2 separate regions of the Mus musculus genome follow, and region 1 is linked to region 2. A link is a contact called in public Hi-C data. All regions are on one chromosome and are shown on one strand. The core of a region is the stretch at or near the end of the contact, and the rest is flanking DNA. Distances in the headings are between cores, read along the strand shown.

Evidence for each region. Hi-C and Micro-C count contacts between places; a contact is called where the count stands out from the background.
Region 1: a contact with region 2 is called in a Hi-C map of B cells, with 5 read pairs. The contact joins the promoter of Lockd here to the promoter of Necap1 in region 2. A contact is called at or near these places in 2 of 39 promoter capture datasets (cranial neural crest and pre-B cells) and 1 of 484 Hi-C or Micro-C datasets (B cells).

The regions. Positions count from the first base shown.
Region 1 is chr6:134,926,904-134,931,180 of GRCm38.p6, forward strand. It overlaps Lockd (lncRNA downstream of Cdkn1b), which reads left to right and starts at 2,189. Exons shown (of 2, transcript NR_037956.1): 1 at 2,189-2,382.
Region 2 is chr6:122,871,730-122,876,248 of GRCm38.p6, forward strand. Necap1 (NECAP endocytosis associated 1) reads left to right here and starts at 2,828. Exons shown (of 8, transcript NM_026267.3): 1 at 2,828-2,934. The coding sequence starts at 2,840.

The sequences.
Region 1 (4,277 bases), core at 939-3,438, about 12 Mb after region 2:
CCGCGAACGTCCCTTTGCGGGTTTGCGGCCGCCGGCGTCAGCTACCCGCTACCCCACTACCCTGGTCACGGCCCGGTAGTCTCCCCAACTGTCCCGCAGCCCCGATCCCGCCCGCTCACTGTGGCAACTGCTGGTCGGGCTGGCTGGCGCCTCAAGACCAAAAGTCTTTAATGTCGCCGGCTACTTGCAAGTCCCGCACTGCCAGGGTGGCTGCGCGCAGTTCCCGCGCCCCGGGCGCCCGCAGGCCGCAAAAAAGCGGCCGCGCCTCTATCCGCGCAGCCGGGCTGGGTTACTTCTTAGAAACCTTTCTTCCTCACCATCGATCCTCCAGACGAAGAAAATCACTATGGAAGGCCCACGACCCTTCCCAGAGGACACCCCGCCGCTCACTGAGTTCTGGGGGACTTGCCCGAAGGGACCAATTTCCCGGAGTTCGTGGACCCTCCAGGGCAGCAGCCCGCTCCCACCCCTACCGCAGGGCTCCAATGATCCGCAGCCCCGCGGATTTCGAAAGCCTTCCCGGCTCGCTGGCGGCTAAGCGACCGTCACCAATGCGCGCCTAACTGTGGAGAACCACTGCCGCTTTCGGTGATCAGCCCTGCCCTTCACCCTGCTTGCAAAGTGCCCCCCACCTTTGCATCCTTGGCTGTCCAGAACCGCAGACCTGGGCAAGGAAGAACTGGGGGAAATAAGGATTTGGGGAGGGGGCTGTGATGGGTTAGATTGGGGGACTATGGACATTCACTAGTGGGAGGGAGCAAGCAGTCGGCCTTTCAAGCCACTGTGTGCCCACCACCCTGGCTGCACTGAGCGACCTTTCCTGGGAGCCAGAGAATTGCCTTCGCCATTACACCATCATCACCAGAAAACACGATTGCTCGTCTAGCGCTTTGAACTAAAAGGTGTTTTGTTTAGAAGTCCACTTAGGATCCCTGATCTGTTTTTCAGAGCATGGATTCTTTTTCATTTGCCATCTTTCACCTGAGCCACACCCTACTCCTGCCCCCCCCTTTCCTGGCTTTAAAAAATAATAAAATTAAAGCAAAAAAGAAACCTTGCAAACGACACTGAGGGGTAAAAAGGCCATGGATCCTACTTAGAAACCTATGGGGTCGTCTCCCTGATTTCACTCGCGTGGGGTTGTAATAGGGTGGGGTCAGCCACAGGCGGATCCCGGAGAACCGAAAGTGCACTTATTTCCACGTACACTCAAGTCTCAAGTCCCTCGGGCCTCCATCCAAGTCACAGACTTATCATGCATAAGGACTCAGCAGAGGTAGGAACCAGAAATTAGGAAATCTTAAAAAATAAAACAAAAGAAAAACCCCTTATCCATGCTTTGGGCGCGAAACCTCGACGCGCCTCTAAAAGGAACGTTAAGAAAAAGGCCGGGAGAAGGGCGCGCGGTTCGGGCGCCGGCCGGGGGATTGCATCATTTGCGGCTCCCCCTCCAGAACCCGGACTGAGAACCGCAGCCACCATCATGGCGCTCGGGTCGGGACGCGGGAAGCGCGTCCAGGCCGCGGCCAGCGAGCTTAGAAGCGTTTGCAAACTTGTTACTTGGCGGCGGAGCGCCGGTCTCTGGCCCCCTCCTTCCCTTTGTGTGCGTGTGCATGTGCGTGCGTACGTGTGTTTGCGTGTGCGCGTGTGTGATGTGTGCATATAAAGCGAGAAGTTGAAGTTTCTCCCTCTGGCCTTCCCCAAACCCCCCCTCCCTCGTCCCGAGCTGGTGGTTGTAAACTTGATTGGCATTGGCTGCGCCCACTGACCCCTGCACCGAGTCCACTGAAGATTTAAGGTGGATCTGCGAGGCTGCAGCTGCAGGCGGAGCCTCGCGCTTAACTGAGTTTTGGAAGAAAAAAAAAAAAAGCCTAAACCGTGCGCCTGCTGCGTTTTACGAATCCTTCGGTCCACAGGTCCGCGGGTCCCCGCCCAGCCCGCCGCGCTTCCCCCGCCCACCTTCCCCTGCTTCCCCATTGGCTCGCGCCTGCAGTTTGAATTTTTTTTTTTTTTTTTTTGGATGCTTGTTTTCTTGTTAAAAAAAAAAAATTACCGTACGGTAGATCATGTGATGAGACTTAGTTGGGGAGTCTGAGGTGGGGTGTTTTAGCTGGTTTGATTGCAGGTAGTAGGGAGTAGGATGGGTGGAGCTTTCTGTTCCAAAAGTTGCCCCCCCCCCGCCCCGCCCGCAAGTGCCGTTGACAGAATGCAGGCGGGAAGCTTCAGTTTGGGTAGAGATGTAGCATCAAACATTCACGGATGTCCAGGGAGCACGGGCACACAGGCTGCTGGCCAGAGGTACTAGGAAGGTACAGGCGGGAGTTCGACGAGGACGCACCTTCCCCTGTCTTGGAAAGGTAGACTTGGGGAGGGCGGGAGCGGGTAGTTATCCTAGAAATGAATATTACCCGTCATAGGAATAAACCAACCAAATACAAGGTGTGGCTATAGACTCTATATAGAGCAAAAGAGGTGTTATTTCTGGGGTTAGAGTGTCAAAATCCATCAGGACAAAGGCAGTCGGTGTCATTTTCTTCCTTTTTAACCTTAAAGGGGGGGGGGAACCTGTCTGTTTTCCAGGTTTGGTTCCCCACCCCCCCTTGTGAGGATGAGAAGGGGACATAAAGTCCCCTTTTGATTTCTGGGTCAGGAAACTCATTGGAAAGAGTTTGTTAAGATCTAGGAGGATTCAATTAGTAGAACAGGTCTAATACAAGTGATGGCTTTTATTAATTAGGATCCAACTATGTTTTTCTTTGCAGTGAAGCTTTTAAAACGTCATAATAATTAAACAGTAGTCCTAGATCAGTCTTTCTCTTTATCAGGGACATCTCATATGTATACCTTTCTTTGCCTTTGCCTTTTTTTTTTCTTCCCTTTTTCTTTCCTTAAAATAATTTCTCCTGATATCTCCTTTCAGTCTGTTTTAGCCAGAAGCCCAGCCTTAGCCTCCATTGGCCCCTGAACCAGTATGCCATGTTCTTAGTTTTTTAGCTGTCTAGTTCTGACCTTACCTCTCCCAGTCCACTAAGCTCCTTGACCCCGTCCATAAACCAACATGTTTGAGCTGCTCTCCAGGCTGTATTCATGGACTCTGTTAGAGGCTCAGTGCTTACCTCTGCCTTTCAGAGGACACATCCGATCAGAATGAGCAGTCCATGAGGAAAACCACATCCCTGGAAGGAGGAAGCTAGTCTCAGAAACAGGTCTTCATCTTGAGTGTGAGCCAAGCAGGGATTTGGATGGTCCCCGGACAGGGGTGTCATAGATAAAGATTCAGATAGCACGTGACTGTGAAAACAGGCTTGGAAACTTGGGCTTGGCATGGTGGAGCACACCTGTAATCTGAGCACTTGGGAGCTGGAGGCAGGAGGATCAGGAGTTCAAGGCCTGCTTAGGATACTGAGAGACTTTGCAGTCAGCCTGGGCTGCATATAACCCTCCCTACCTCGAATATACCAACAAGCGTACAAACAAAGGAGGTCATAAATAAAACCCCACTGGACATGGTGGTGTACAGCTTTAATCCCAGTACTCGTGAGGCAGAGGCAGATGGATCTCTATGAGTCCCAGGTCAAAAATAAATGCATTACTACTAATAATGGCTCCCCTCCCTCTTTCTCCCTCCCTCTACTTCTTGCTGGTCTTGAACTTGATGTGTCTGACGTAATCTCTTAACCAGATGGGACTGTAGGCACGTGCTACTGTATCCACCCTAACTTTTCATACTAAAGTGAAGCCTTTACATTTAGGCTCTGGAACAGCTAAATAGAAATCTATGGACATCTAGGTCTTGGGGGTGGGGAGGGGGAGGTTAAGTGTTTTCCGTGTGAGCATGACGACCCGGGTTTGGATTCCCGGAACTTATATAAAAAGCCAGCAATGGCAGTGCACGTTTTTAATCCCAGGGCTGGTGAGTGGAGAGAGAAAAAGTAGATTCCTGGGTTCTAGTGGCCAGCCATTCTAGCTAAAAAAATGGAGGGCCATAAGAGATGCCAGTGAGGACCCCCGCCTCCACATAGGTACACCCCATGCATGACACATGCGTGCACACAAAAGAAATCTACTAGCTAAGGTAACCTTTAAACAGTACTAGGTGGGAGCCAAATAATTGGGGTATGTACTGCTGACGGTGGTCCCAGACACAGAACAGAGCAGAAAAAGTTCTGCATATTGAAATATCATAGCACTGTGCACTGTCCACACGTTTGCGGCGTTCCTGGCGCAGACAAGCCAAGGGTGCTGTCAACTGTGTAAGAGTACAGCCATCCAATTAT
Region 2 (4,519 bases), core at 1,578-4,077:
AATCACATACACGTGGGAAGTCACACAGAAGAGAGATTTTTTTTTTTCAGCAGCTAATCTGAACCTGTGAGCTATGTAAGCTACTTGTCCTCCAGTGGTGGGTAGAAGTGAATTCTAGTTAAGGCACCCTAACATCCCCCCATTCCCCAATCAGGCAGGTGTTCACTACATAGCCCAGGCCGGCCTTAAACTCATCAAGTTCTGCTGGCCTGGGCTTCCTGGGTGCTGGGATTAATGTCACAGTCAAGGCATTATTAATTATTTTGATTGAGATTTGAACAAATGCTAACCAGGTCGTAATGATAATATAATACAAATATATCTACAGTTCTTACGATATACTAGAAATTGTGCTGAAGACCAGTGATACGGGGGCAACTGGGAACTCCTTTAGGGTACCTCATAATATAAGAATTTAAGGGCTGACTCAGATGGAAGCACAGGACGGTATTATTGGTTTAAAAGAAAAACATCCGACCAGGGGAGCTGTAGAACCTCAGCTGATGCTCAAAGGGGAATAAAGGAGGAAAGAAGGGAAGAGCCAAGCCATGCCACATAACCTGGGTTTGGTTCTAAGCATCATCATCTGTAACTCCACCTTGAGGAAATCCAGTGCTTTCCTCTGGTCTCTGTGGTACCCATAGACAAGCACTCGTACATTAAAAAGAAACAAGCAAGCAAACAGAAGATGAGGAACAAATCCCAGAGACAGTGATATTTAAATTAGACTTCAAGATCTTACTAAGGAGTAAGTGAGAAACATATGTGGACATACATGTTCAGAAGTAGAACTAAATATGGAGGTGAGTGTGCTTGCACCTGTAATAGCACTTAGGAAGCAGAAACAGGAGAAGCCTGGCCAAGAGAATGGGATGCTGCCACAAACAAACCACCACCAGGAAAATTAGGATAATATGGCCATCTAAATCAGAGAGGACACTGTAAGACCATGGAAAATGGTGTGCTGCACGTGTAGAAGAGGCCAGTGTGTATTTCCTCATTATTTTGCTAATATCCCGTATTATGTTTGTTGGTTTTAAAATACTAAACAAACTACAAATTCTTGGAGTAAGCTGCAGGTGGTTATCGTATATCATACCTTACATGTGGCAAGAAGGAGTGTAAGATTAGGGAGAGTTAACTATGTGAAACCAGAAGTCTCTAGGATGACCAGATTTGGGGAGAAAAAAATACATAGCACTTGAAAGGTGAACCAGGGGCTGGGGCCTCAGTAAGGGATTGTCAGCACTGCTGATCCAGAAAGAGGAAACGAAAGAGTTCAATGCGGTATAGTAACATGACCGAGGCTTCCGTTGAGATCATAGGTTTAGAAATAGGAAACCAGTAAAAGACCATTTTTTCTGTCTGTTTTCTTTTTTATGTCTCCATCCACAGTGTATGTATTCTCTTTATAACATGTGTTGGAGAAGTATATGATAGAAAAAAAAGTTTTTGGTTGGGGATGTAGCTAAATTGATAGAATGCTTGCCTAGTTCTCACAAAACCCTGGATGTGATCCAAAACACTGAAAAAAAGAAAAGAAAAGAGTGTGGTGACACATGCCTGTAATTCCAGTACTATGGTGGCAGGAGGATTACAAGTTCAAAGTCATTCTTTAGTACATAATGAGATGAGGGCCAGCCTGGACTACATTGAAACTCTGTCTCCAAATAAACAGACATGAACAAACAAAAAGCTAGTGGAACTGTTAAAGGCTACACCCACTTAATATTTGGAGAGTTCTGCTAAATGTCCCTTCAAAGCAGCGTTGGATCAATTTATAGTCCTGGCAACCGTAGCCAGTCTCTACATCCTTACCAGCCAATTAAAGTCTAATTCTTTTTTTTTTTTTTTTTTAAAGATTTATTTATTGGTTATATGTAAGTACACTGTAGCTGTCTTCAAACACTCCAGAAGAGGGAGTCAGATCTCGTTATGGATGGTTGTGAGCCACCATGTGGTTGCTGGGATTTGAACTCCAGACCTTTGGAAGAGCAGTCAGGTGCTCTTACCCACTGAGCCATCTCACCAACCCTAAAGTCTAATTCTTGTTGAACTGGCTTTGCTAGGCAAAGCAGACCAATCAGAAGTAAAAGTCAACCAGTCGATAGAATGCAATGAAAGAGGCTGCTACTGGTGTTTTGGGGGGGACAAGATAAGATCAGACTTGGTTTTGCCACTTGAAGTCAGTGCCATCTAAAACATTTCTAAGTTACACTGTTGTAAGCTTACATTTATTTGCGAGTGCACAAAGAACATATTTGTGGATAGAGCTGTTTAGTACTCATCGTGATGTGTAGCCAGCTGGGCTACTCATGCTGAGGGATGCTAGATAGCATTTAGCACTGTAATCAGTCATTTTAATATGGAGAAGTCACCAACAAAACCTACAAAATTGCAAAAAAACAAAACAACCCCATGGTAGCACTTAATAGATTATGCATTGGACACTTGCTTATGAGAACAGAATGAGAAAGCAGAGATTCATTTTGTCCAACCTCTGTTTTGTTTTCGTATATTCAGTGACTTTTTTTTTTTTTTTTTCTGGTTACCGTTTGAAGGTAGGTAAAAGAGAACTGAATTCTTATTTTTAATTTTTCGCTGGGGAAAGAGCCCAACCCGAGGCCTTGGCAGGCAAGTGCTCTACCACTGAGCCTGTCTTTGCCGTTACTCAAGATGGCGAGCCAGGCGCATCAGCGTTTCCAGATTGTAACAGGTTTTGCGCCGCCTAGAGGTTAACCTCGAAGCTGTACCCGAGCGGAAGTGACGCGAAGGAAGCCGTCGGCGTCTCAGCCCGCCCCCACCCGTGCCCCGCCCCCGCGGCGCTAGCGGAGCCAAGATGGCGGCAGAGCTGGAATATGAGTCCGTGCTGTGTGTGAAGCCCGACGTCAGCGTCTACCGGATTCCGCCGCGGGCCTCCAACCGCGGTTACAGGTACCCAGGGGGATTTGCAGCCGGCGCCCGCCGGGGTGACGGTTGTGTCCTTGGGCAGCAGCCATCGGCTCGAGCCGCTGCCGCCGTAGTTAGCCTGCCACCCGGGCTGCCGGCGGCTCCGTCTACTTTTCTGTTTTGCTGGAACTCTGATTTTGTTTTCTTTTCTTCCTGCCGTCATGCGTCTTTCCACCTCTCCTCCCCATCCCTCCCCCTGAGACATCGTCTGCTCCTCGTCATCCGCAATCCATTCATGCCTGCTCCATCTGTTACTCTTGCTGCGACCTTTGGCTTGTAATCCTCCACGCGCGCGTCCGCACACGCACACGGCACGCTCCCCCCCCTCCCCCCGCGCTTCTGATCCCGCCTGACACTTGTCCGGAATGGTAGTTTTGCTGTCCACTGTTTAGATGATCTATTTTAATTGATACTGTTGTCATTCTCGCCAAGTGTCATCATCCTTTAGTTTTTTTTTTTTTTTGGGGGGGGGGGGCGCAGTAGGCACACGTTAAGATCTTGTATTCCAGTGATGAGCTATTGCGTGTTTTCATTTTGTTTGTGTGTGTGTACCCCTCCCCCCCACACATTGATTATGTAGGGATTTCTGCCTTCCTATCAATCCAGTCACCTCTCTTAGAGCTTTCCCAGAGTCAGTGCAGCATTTTTTTTTTTTTTTTTTTTTTTTTTCCTCTTGTAAGGCCTGACAACCTTGTAATCCAGTGATTGAGGTTTTGGGCTGTTGTAGGATGTTAAGGAGTTCAAAGAGAATTCGCTGGGATTTGTGTTGAAAACTCTTTAGGTCTGAGCCCTCGACACTAAATAGCTGTGTAATTTATGAGCCAATCAATGTTTTTCTTCCCCAGGCCTTAAGGGTTCTCATTTGTAAAACAGGAGAAGTAGCGTGAGAAGACTGTGCACGTCTTGTGTACCTCACAGGTTTTTATTTGTTTTAGAGGTATGTGTATGGGTGTTTTGTCTGTCTGTATGAGTGGGTATGCCTTGTGCTCACAGAGGTCAGAGTGATGTTGTGAGACATCAGATCTCCAGGAACTGGAGTCACTGATGTTGGTGAACCATCATCTGGGTGCTGGCAACTGAACCCCTGTCTTCTGCAGGAGCAACAAGTGTTCTTAACTACTGAGCCATTTCCCCAACCCCTTCACAGGTTTTTTTTTGAGAGTTAAATAAAAGAGTATAGGGTAACTAAATCGTTATAAAAATACAGTACTAGTAGTATCCCTTTTCTGACCTACATACCTTCATGGTTTTTCTCTTGCTGGAAAGTTACCTTCTCCACATCTCCATTTTGCTTCCTAACCAGAGGGTCATTCATCATTGATGAGTTGTTTTGTACAGACCTGTGCAGTGGGCCCTACGAGTTGTATATCTTTTGGTAAAGGAGTTGCCACTCAGATCTCACATTGACCATGACTGAAACTCAGCATGATGGTAGTCACAGGTACCACGTTATGATTTAGCTTACACATTGCTCTACCTGAGTCTTTGGTTCAGGCCAGCTCTCTGCGGACTTCCATAGCACTTTATGTTCATCTCTATCTCTGCTTTACTGTCCAGTCTTCTGAGCTCC